Linked DNA regions of Zea mays: region 2 is linked to region 1. A link is a contact called in public Hi-C data. All regions are on one chromosome and are shown on one strand. Each heading gives the region's core, a stretch centred on a gene start, on an enhancer-like site or on the middle of the called end of the contact. The rest is flanking DNA. Distances are from core to core; before and after follow the strand shown. Region 1 holds the start of LOC100282515. Region 2 holds the start of LOC100281464 (6-phosphofructokinase).

Region 1 (4,963 bases), core at 1,144-3,643:
TTGAATAGCCTATCATTTTGTGTCATCTTTATTTTTTTAATACATCTACATAATATATATTATATATGCATAACTTTTTGGCAAAAGTGGCTATGCATTCAGCTGAAGTCCTGAATCCACCCTGTCATAGATTGCTGTTTGACACAAAGCAAAGATTTTAGATTATAGATGTGCTTTGATAGGTTATGATTCTACTTCGTTTGAATTACTGACAGACATTGTGTAATGGCTAGGCTCATTTCAATTTTTTTCAATAGCATATCTACAATGATTTGACATAGTTGTCATGCATGACATCATATACAACGACATCTAACAGAACCTTAATCCGGAGGTTGGGAGTGGACTGTGCATTAAAAGATAGTGCTGCAGCTTCTTTGTAACCATACCTACCACATCAAAATTTAATTGGCCATGCATACCTAATAACATAAACATTAGTTGACCAGTGATCAAAATAATAACCAGCTTTCCTTTTCTGAGTTAACTGCTACCTGCTTTGCTTCCCTAAGTTTTTGAGTCAACCACAATAAACTCTCCTACCTATAATTCAACGGTTGCTCTTTGGGGGAAATACATAACAAAAGGTACCACGGATGCAACGAAAATAAAATAATAGAAAACTGATCAGCGCTGGGGTTATGTTTCAGGAAAAGGTGTGAATTTGCTATCGTGTACTTATTCCCTTAAAAATAAACAAGAAAGGGCAAGAACTTACGATGGATGAAATCTATGGCTTGAGAAATATCCTCGAATGAAGGTGCAAAGAGGTAATCTCTTGTTGGAATTACCAGGTGCTCAATCTCATTAGCCTGGTAAGAGAAATTGTTATTTATACATGTTTTCGCATTGCATATGCACAAGAGTTCAATTGAGTCCCCTGAACTCTGAACCAACATAATATACATGCAAAAGGATAGCCTTGGCCAGTGCAGAATCTCAAAATAAGTAGATAATGGAGCCCAGAGTTCTAACATGATAACTCTAATTTTAAACGCAAATGGAGTCACATAACTAGCATAAGATGGAATAGTACCTGGTATAAAGATGTTGGGACAAGAGTTTCATAAGGTTCATTCAACGTTACAACCCCTTGAACTCCAAGCTGCTTCAACCGTGGAACATCACTTGGGAAAGGAACAGCGCCCAGCAAAATAAACTGGATGTACATCAGAAAAAAGATTAGACAGAGGCATTTCAGAGTGCACATTCTGATACATAATTAGAAATTTACAATACTAGGTTGTGCGAAGACTGAAGAAAAACGAAACAACTAATAACACCAGTCAAGGACTCAAGATTTGCAGTTTGGTACTCTTGTGAAGGCAACGATCCAGGATTCCAGGGCCCTAGGCTTGTGACTATTCATCCTTGGTGCTAAATGATATACCAAATACTAAGTCCCCTTTGGAGGGCAGGAATTTTACAGGAATCAAATCGTTTTTCACAAGAAAAAACGTAGGACGGGGGGGACCCCCCTCAGCCTTCTCACAAGTCACACTGGGTTAGAGTCGGAACGTCTGACAAAAGCAAGCACGTGAACAATCACTGCTCACAGGGGGGCAATGAGGCTATGAGATGATATATTTCCTCGCTGCTGAGTAGAAGTCACTCTTAAACATAAACGAACTTTGTTGGGCGATATATTTCCCTTCTGCTGAGTAAAAGTCACTCTTAAGCACAAACGAGGTAACAAAGCAAAGCCAATCCCTGCGTAGAACTCACTAGCAAGTGCATAACTTCATAGGGAAAAACTGATAAAACACCGACTATCCGAGCATGAGAAATCCAACATTAACAGTACTGAACTCAGCCACAGGAATAAGTCAATAAGCACATCACTACCACTTACGAGCAAATTAAATCAGAACGTACAATACCATCCGGAATACAACAAACCACACAATCCACGCAGAACAAAGCAAGGAAGGGCCAGTACCTGGTCGACGCGATCCCACCACCGGAAGTCCGCCTCGAACCGGTTGCGCAAGACGTTGTAGAGCAGCGTCGGGTAGAACAGCACCCTCGCGCCGGCGCCGACGAGCGCGTGCTTCGCCTTAAGCCGTACGAGCTCGCCGCTCGCCTGGACCTCCTCCTGCTGCTCTTGCTGAAACACCAGGCCCGCAACGTCGTCACCGTCTCCCGATTCGCAGATCCTCATTTCCCACCACCGCAGCAGCTCGCAAATCCTCGCGCCGAGACGCCTCCAGCGTCCGCCTCCGCTTCCACAACGAGAAGATCCGTGGAGGCACAGAAGAGGGAGGGAAATCGGTGGATCGAGACAGTGGGGTAGCCTTGCTCGCGACCGTGGCCTGGGGACGCGAGAAATGGGACGAGTGATTTTTGTCTAAAACCCCAGCAGCAGAAGGCGGAATGGCGGAATGCGGAAACAGGTGGCACGGATTGCTGATTCGGAAGGAAGCGGAGCTGGCTCGCTGTTTTTAGTTGGTGGAGTTATTGGTGGCGGAAACGTGGGTGCGTTTTTCTTGTGAGGTACTCGGTTATTTGCAGTTTTGCAAAACCGCTCCCCTTTTCTTGTTGGGTGTGGTAGGTGGCTAGGTGCAACAACAAATTCCTAATGTTTTTGGTGATCCGCGTTGATGCCTTTGTAAGCTCCAAAAGCATGCTAAAATATCTCCTCTAAAAATGATTATTAGGGCCAGCTAAAATATTTAGTGCAATAATCCGCTTCTTATCCCATGATTCTTCCTCCAATCTACTCTAGTTTTGTGGCTCCCAAATTCACCCCTTAGAGGTGCTCTTAACGTGTATACTCAACAACTCCTTTAAACAAATGTTGAAAATCTAAAAATTAGCCTAAATTTAAAAAGAAAACCTCAAGCATGCATCTATATGGTATTTTTACTTGTGCGCGGCCGAGTACCAGCTACTGGGCTCGGAAGCCACCGTCCGCGGCGGCGCGGCGCTGCCGCCACAACAGATGATGAGATGTCGCACTGGAGAGCTGGCACGACGGCAGGCGCAGACACACATCACCTCTGCAAACGACGAACAGACGGGCCCGCTAGGCCCGACACCGACACACTAGCCTACTGACCGTGTCAAGCCAGCCCGTCGGGCCATTTGGTTAAATCACCGTAAAGTATTTGGTTAAATCAGTGTAAAATGTTAAATAATAGTGCAGGAGGTGGGGTTTGAACCCACACCCTAAGAGAAAAAAGGCGTCAAGCCAGCCCGTCGGGCCATTTGGTTAAATCACCGTGCAGGAGGTGGGGTTTGAACCCACACCCTAAGAGAAAAAAGGCGAGAGACACTGAGCGAAGCTATCTAACCAGTATAACATCATGTTCAAGTGTTTATAATATTGAATATAAATTGTGCATATGTATATATGATTTTTTTGTAAAATAAAAAAATAATCATGTCGGGCCAGCACTACGGGCCGAGGCCACGGCCCAAGCACTGCACGACGCTCGTGCAGGGTTGGACCAGACACTATTAAATGGGTCGTGCCTCGGGCCGGCTCGCTAGACACAGCCCATTTGGCTATCTATACCTCTGCACAATAAAGATGGTCCTCGCCTCAGTTGCCACCACCTCGTTCACCATCCTGTTTCTTTTCTCTCTCCCCTCATGCCTCTACCTCCGCACCACCCCATTCTCGGCAGAGGGCGTAGGAGCAAGCGCCTCCTCCCCGTATTCGTCTGACACCAACCCCGACACCGACTCGCGCAGTGGCTATTCCATGTCCACGAGGACGTTTCACGTTATGTGTGCACCATCATTTTCGTCGTTGTCGGACGTCCTGTTCGTCTTCCCAGTCTTCGTCCTGTTCTTCCTCCCCGACCTGCTGCCCTCGCCCACGGTCACAGCCGCGAGCCGACCAATGCTCGTTGACCTTCGTCATGCTCCTGGCCTTTCTCTGTGTGTGCCGTCGAGGAGGACATGGTGGCGCCTGCCACGTTTAGGTTATCTTGGCGATGAGGAGTCCAGGTCTGAGATACTGGACAACCAAGGCTCGTCCCGTGGCAGCAGTCGACATATGCTATGGAGTTGGTGGTGGTGGTGTGTCGCTTCGGCGGGTCCAGGGTTGGGAAGATACTCGCATTCTCTCGCCCTTCTCGGACTGGTGCCTGGTGCGGGTGCCTCTCAGTTTGGAGCTGCTCCGGCTAGGCTTCTTTCCCCACTTGCGTGCTCTCTCCTTATATGTATCTAGCGGTATACTACCTATGTCGCCTCCAGATGCCCAGGTCTTCATCGTGTCCTTCTCCGGCAACGAACAGGTATGCCCGCCTCTTCCCTTCCCCTCCTGCTCTATGAAACCTTGGAAGTGGGGGGAGGCGAGGGATGGAGTCTCTGATTTACTACCTATGGTACACGTGCGTTCATAAAAAATATTATGTGAAGAGCGGAGACAGTCAATAAAGAACCTTGAGATCTTTTTGGTGGATAGTTTATGTGGGTATTATTGTGAGCCGTCGCAACGCACGGGCAACCGACTAGTTATACTTAAAAGAGCTGTTTGTGCAATGACTGTCTCGTTAAAAACCTTTCTAGGTAAAAACTCACACCTCATGAGAAAACCCTAGAAAAGAAAAGAGTACAGTCCTAGCTCATATATATTGTTCGTTGTTGAGGACTACATATTACATAGATGAAACATGAAGATACAGATACAGTCCTAAGACCCTAAGTCTTAGGTTGCTCCACCTCATCAAGATATAGTCCCTCAAATGCATCTTCTAATTCTTTATTCTGGGCAGAGTGTTGAGTTCTTGCATCACCTAGCTCCCAGTCCTTAATGCAAAGGAGCATCTCAACCATCTCTGGGGCTAATCGCCGCCGTCGTTTCTCGATGATCCTGCCACAAAGACTGAAAGCAGACTTGGAAGATACTGTTGAAACAGGAACTGAAATAACATCTCTAGCTAATATTGAGAGAACAGGAAAGGTTACTTTATGCTCATGCCACCAGTTTAAGAGGTTGAAGTCATCCTCAAAC
Region 2 (4,963 bases), core at 1,422-3,921, 160 kb after region 1:
CTCTCTGTTACAGACGGCTCCCTGCTTTTTCCTGACCGCGTGAGATGGACCTTCGACCATTCGTTGTCGTTGTCGTCGGCTGCACCTAAACGGGCGTGGATTGCAACGCAGTTCGTCGTAGTACTGGGCATAAAACCCGAGCCCGAAGCCCGTTACCCAAAATACCCGAACCCGTACCCGTTTAGCCCGATACCCGTTACCCGAACAATTCCAACGGGTAACAAAATTGAATACCCGAACTAAGTTTGAGCTTAATCGGGTATTCACCGACGGTACCCGAAGTACCCATTACCCGAAATTAGGCAGCACGCCGCCACGGGCCAGGCTGAGCGCTAGCCGCTAGGCAGCCCAAGCCCAACAACGCAGTGCCTACTCCCTGTCCCAGCCCCAGGCGGTCCGGTCCTCCCAGAGTCCCAGTCCCAGTCCCAGGCAAGTCGAAACCCTAGCTCCCAGCGCGGCCGACGGCGTCCTCCTCCTCCTAGGCTCCCAGCAGGCCAGCAAGCAGCAACCAAGGTCCAAGGCTCCACGACATCGCAGCACTCCAGCAGGCAGTCCCAGGCTCCCCGGCGGCACCGCGGCACCGCGCGCGCACTCCAGCAGGCACCGCGGCACCGCGCGCGCACTCCAGCAGGCACTCCGCGGCACTCCAGGCTGCACCGCGCGCACCGCGGCACTCCAGGCTCCCAGTCCCAGGCGCGTAGCACTCTCCAGCAGGCAGCAGGGGCAGCAGCACCGGCGCACCGCGGCACCGCGCGCGCAGTCGGCCATCACCAGTGGCAGTCCCAAGATAAATCGTTGGCCATATGAACTGTTGGGTGTTGGCTGTTAGCAGTTAGCACAAAGCTGTTGGAGTTTAATTTATGTTGCGTTGCTTTGGAACAGTAGCAGTTTACTTAATGATTACCTTCCGTGGATCTTCCGTGGATCTTAGTTAAAATTTATGTAACAATAGTACTTTGTCTCAGTTTAAAATTTATGTAACAATAGCAGTTTAATTTCTGTTGTGTATGATTTATAATAGCGGGTACCCGAATTTTACCCAAACCCAAACCCGAAATTACGGGTATCCGAAATTGCGGGTACCTAAAAGTTTAGGTACGAGTACGGGTTCTACTGTTGGAAACCCGAAATATAAAAAACCCAAAAAACCCGACCTGAAATTTCGGGTAAACTCGAACGTCCAGTCCTAGTTCGTCGCGTGTTCGGGGCTTCTGGCCACCGGGAATGGACCCCTGATCCTTGAGCTGATTTGGTGACCGGGGATCCCGAGGGGAAGAAATCCTCTTGCTATTCAAAATTGAATTGCAAGGGGATTCCTCTCCCATTGATCCCCTAGGGATCCCTAATCACCAAATCAGCCCTGACCGTGGTCGTCGTATGCTTCACACGGCTCGTGGTGCTGCCCATGCACCTGCGCCTTGTTTACTTCTGAGTTCTTCTGCTACGCGCGCCGTCCATTTCTGAAAGTGAAAAGGAGTCGCGCAGCCACGTGCCGAGATGCGCGAGCCGGCGGCGAGTGGCAGGCAACTACCGGCCAATCCACGCGATCCGCTATCGAACGATATTCTTCCGATATCAAACGACATTTTTTTTCCCGAATGGATCAAACGATTTCTTCTTTGCCAATGGATCCAACGAACGACCTTTGTGCCTTCTCTCTGTCTCAAAATAAAATAGTTTTGACTTTTTAGTCGGTTCATATAATATTTAGCGTACAATCATCATCACATTAATTAAATATAGATATAAAAATCAAAAGCTAAAATAAATACTATTTTAAAACAAGAGAGAGTAATAGATATGAGCAAAGAAGATGCCCTTTTTTTTCAAACAACGGCTTGTACTTGGAATCATATGGAATATTTTGAATGTGCAGAATAATATCTAACTCGGGCAATATGGATTTCCAGGGAGGACGTGAATATGATATTTTCTTCTCTTTTTAATTAATCAGAAAGATACTAGCGTAAACAACTAAAATACATGTTTAATACTGGATAACGCAAGAGTATTTCTAATATTTTTTCTAAATTTCACTTTCTAAATTATTATTTGGAGAGTCATATGTATAACAGCCACTTTCTATAAATTCCCAATCCCCAACAATTTTTTTAATATCTTATTTCCACTTCGGAGAGCTTTCTATTATGTCTAGCTAGAAAATCAGAATAGAATACGACCATATTTAAACAACCATTTTAATAAGTTGTTGAAATATGTATATTTATTTTTTAAATCTTTATTTATACCCGCTAGGAAGAATAGAGACCCTTTTAGAGTTGCTCTAAATAGCTTGACTAAGAAAATAAACTACTATAATTATAAATGGTAGTGGGATGCAAATAGATTACATGGAAAAATAGAAATGCTAGTCAAGATGATAACTATCATGATTATACGGGCTAGTGGACTCCTAGTATAGATGGATTATATATAAAGAGATAGGCATAATAGCGAGTTTTTTTTTGCAAATATAAGATATATATTAACATACAGATATTAAAGATTTGGTTCATTGACCTATCAAAAAGAAACGATAAAACACAACAAATGCCGGTTATATTTAGTGAGACCTTCTATAGACGACAGACGCACAGCAGACAGCGAAATTCGGTTAAACAAGGTACCCGATCATCCATCTATTTAAAGGCTATATACATAATCTATACAAAATCCAAAAACCAGTCAACCCCATAAACAATCACCCCGAAGAAGAAAATCACGGGCAGACATCATCAGCAACGCCGGCCGGCGTCACCGCCACCCTCCCCTCTCGCGGACACCGGAAACCATCACATCAAACCGGAAACCACCCTTCCCTCCAGAACTCCAGACCATTCCCTTCTCCCTTTCCTCTTCTCCACGCTTCGCCCCTCGCCGACTATTTTAAACCCACGCTTCTTTTAGTTCTTTCTTCCCCGTCGGCTTCCGGAGTGGAAACCATTTTCCTACCACCCGCGGGAGATCCACACGCCCACGAGCAGTGGAGCTCGGCAGCGAGGCTTCGGAGTTCTGCCATGGCGTCGTCCCACATCATCCTGCCCAAGGAGGAGGAGGAGGAGGCGGCTGCGGCAGCGGTGGCGGAGGTCGGGTTGGGAGCGGCGGTGGAGGCGGACCACGACCACCGGCCGTACCAGGAGCAGGGGCCCGGGAAGGCGGCGCTGCCGTTCTCGGCAACGTGCGTCCGGATCTCCCGCGACTCGTACCCGAACCTCCGCGCGCTGCGGAACGCGTCGACCATGACACTCCACGATGATGACGCCGCCTTCGTCAAGCTCGAGGAGGGCGACTACGGATACGTGCTCGACGACGTCCCGCACCTCACCGACTACCTCCCGGACCTCCCCGTGAGCGTCGCAACCCCCCTCCCGTGCCTTCTGGTTGCTCCCATTACCCGATCTGTTGTTCCTCGATGAAAAATGCTAATACCATGATTACAATGATGGAATTGGGGATCGTTTTAGGCTTGAGATGTCGAATAAGGATCTGGGACTGCTGCAGCTTGCAGCTGTGGAGCGGCAGTTTATAATATAAATTTAAATAGTTTATTTTTTAATCTAAATGATAAACAAAATGATTTATCTAGGCTCACAACTCGAGTTGTACGATCTTTTAGAGCACCTAATAATCTGATCCATCAATTTCACCAAATTTTCTGGAGCAGTCTCAAACATCCAGAGTCAGCTTCGGCACCATTTCAAAAAAGTCGTGAAGTTTCTCTGTTATGGGGCGGTGGTTTTACTCCCTCCGTCCCCCTCTGTCCCCGAATATAAGGCACACACTTATTTCAAAATTCAAACCTACTTATCTTTGACTAAGAATTAGCCTTAATTATATCAAAGGTTTGCATTATGAAAGCGTGAATCACTTTCGATTACGAAAGTAGTTGTGTTAGATTATATTTGTATTTAGAAATACTTCCTAACAATCAAATTTTTATTTCTATAAACTATAGTATATTATAAGAGAAATTATAGGTTAAACGCCATGTAAAATTGCGCCTTATATTCGGGGACGAAGACAGTATTTGATGATGTCTAGGGATTAGTCGAGGCTCGAGCTGCAGTTTCAAATAATTGTATGATGTGGCAGTTTCCTGACTCTTGTCAGGCTTCAGCGTGACTGCTCGTTAGCAGGGGTACTACTATGATATGACAAAAATGCAATATTAAGCGTCTCCTAGACTCCTATCAAAATTGAGACTGTTGTGTGGATCTCATGTGTCCTTGCGTCTATGACTTTGTGTTATTATGTTCTTTTGTTAGATTTCTTGTTTCCATGGTTCTGGAAGGAATTGCTTGTACTAGTTGGCAACATGTCGAATTACTTATATTAATTGGCAACATGTCCTCGCTGATCTCAATCATCTACGTGTCAAATTCACAGGAAACATGGCATTTCACCTGTTTACTTTTCTATTTTTGGTTTAAGTTCAAGTTAAAATGAAGTCGTTTTCGAGGTGACATCATAAGGGTTAATCTAATAGTTTCCCTGTTTGATTTTCATGGCAGACTTTTCCTAATCCTCTGCAAGATCATCCTGCGTATTCAACTGTCAAGTGAGGATTTCTTTCTTTGACTTTTCTGCTTCTTTCTGATAACATCTAATCATATTCTAGTTGTGCAATCTAATCTATCAAACTGAACTTTCTATGCTCGTTCACCAGGCAATATTTTGTCAATGCAGATGATACAGTCCCTGAAAAGGTAAAATATCAGATGTGATTTTTCGTATGTCAATGTTGTTTGTTTGAGCGGTGATTGGTGAAATGACATGTTTTTTTGTGCTACCACAGGTAGTTGTTCAGAAGAACAGTCCACGAGGAGTTCACTTCCGTCGTGCTGGACCTCGTCAGAGGGTATAACACATTTGACACAGTTATACACCTATACCATTAGTGAGCAATGCATTATTTTCATGTAGGATAACATAAATATTCAACCTTCAGGTGTATTTTGAGTCA

The links. Hi-C and Micro-C count contacts between places; a contact is called where the count stands out from the background.
Region 2: a Hi-C map of leaf shows a contact between it and region 1, with 7 times the contacts expected there. The contact joins the promoter of LOC100281464 here to the promoter of LOC100282515 in region 1. A contact is called at or near these places in 13 of 25 Hi-C or Micro-C datasets (bundle sheath, ear, endosperm and 5 more) and 1 of 3 datasets of contacts at active chromatin or transcription factors (leaf).

Annotation. Positions count from the first base shown.
Region 1 is chr3:204,841,471-204,846,433 of Zm-B73-REFERENCE-NAM-5.0, forward strand. It overlaps LOC100282515, which reads right to left and starts at 2,394. Exons shown (of 6, transcript NM_001361151.1): 1 at 1,940-2,394; 2 at 1,037-1,159; 3 at 719-812. The coding sequence starts at 2,161.
Region 2 is chr3:205,004,040-205,009,002 of Zm-B73-REFERENCE-NAM-5.0, forward strand. It overlaps LOC100281464 (6-phosphofructokinase), which reads left to right and starts at 2,672. Exons shown (of 15, transcript NM_001361342.1): 1 at 2,672-3,347; 2 at 4,512-4,558; 3 at 4,667-4,706; 4 at 4,796-4,858; 5 at 4,949-4,963. The coding sequence starts at 3,018.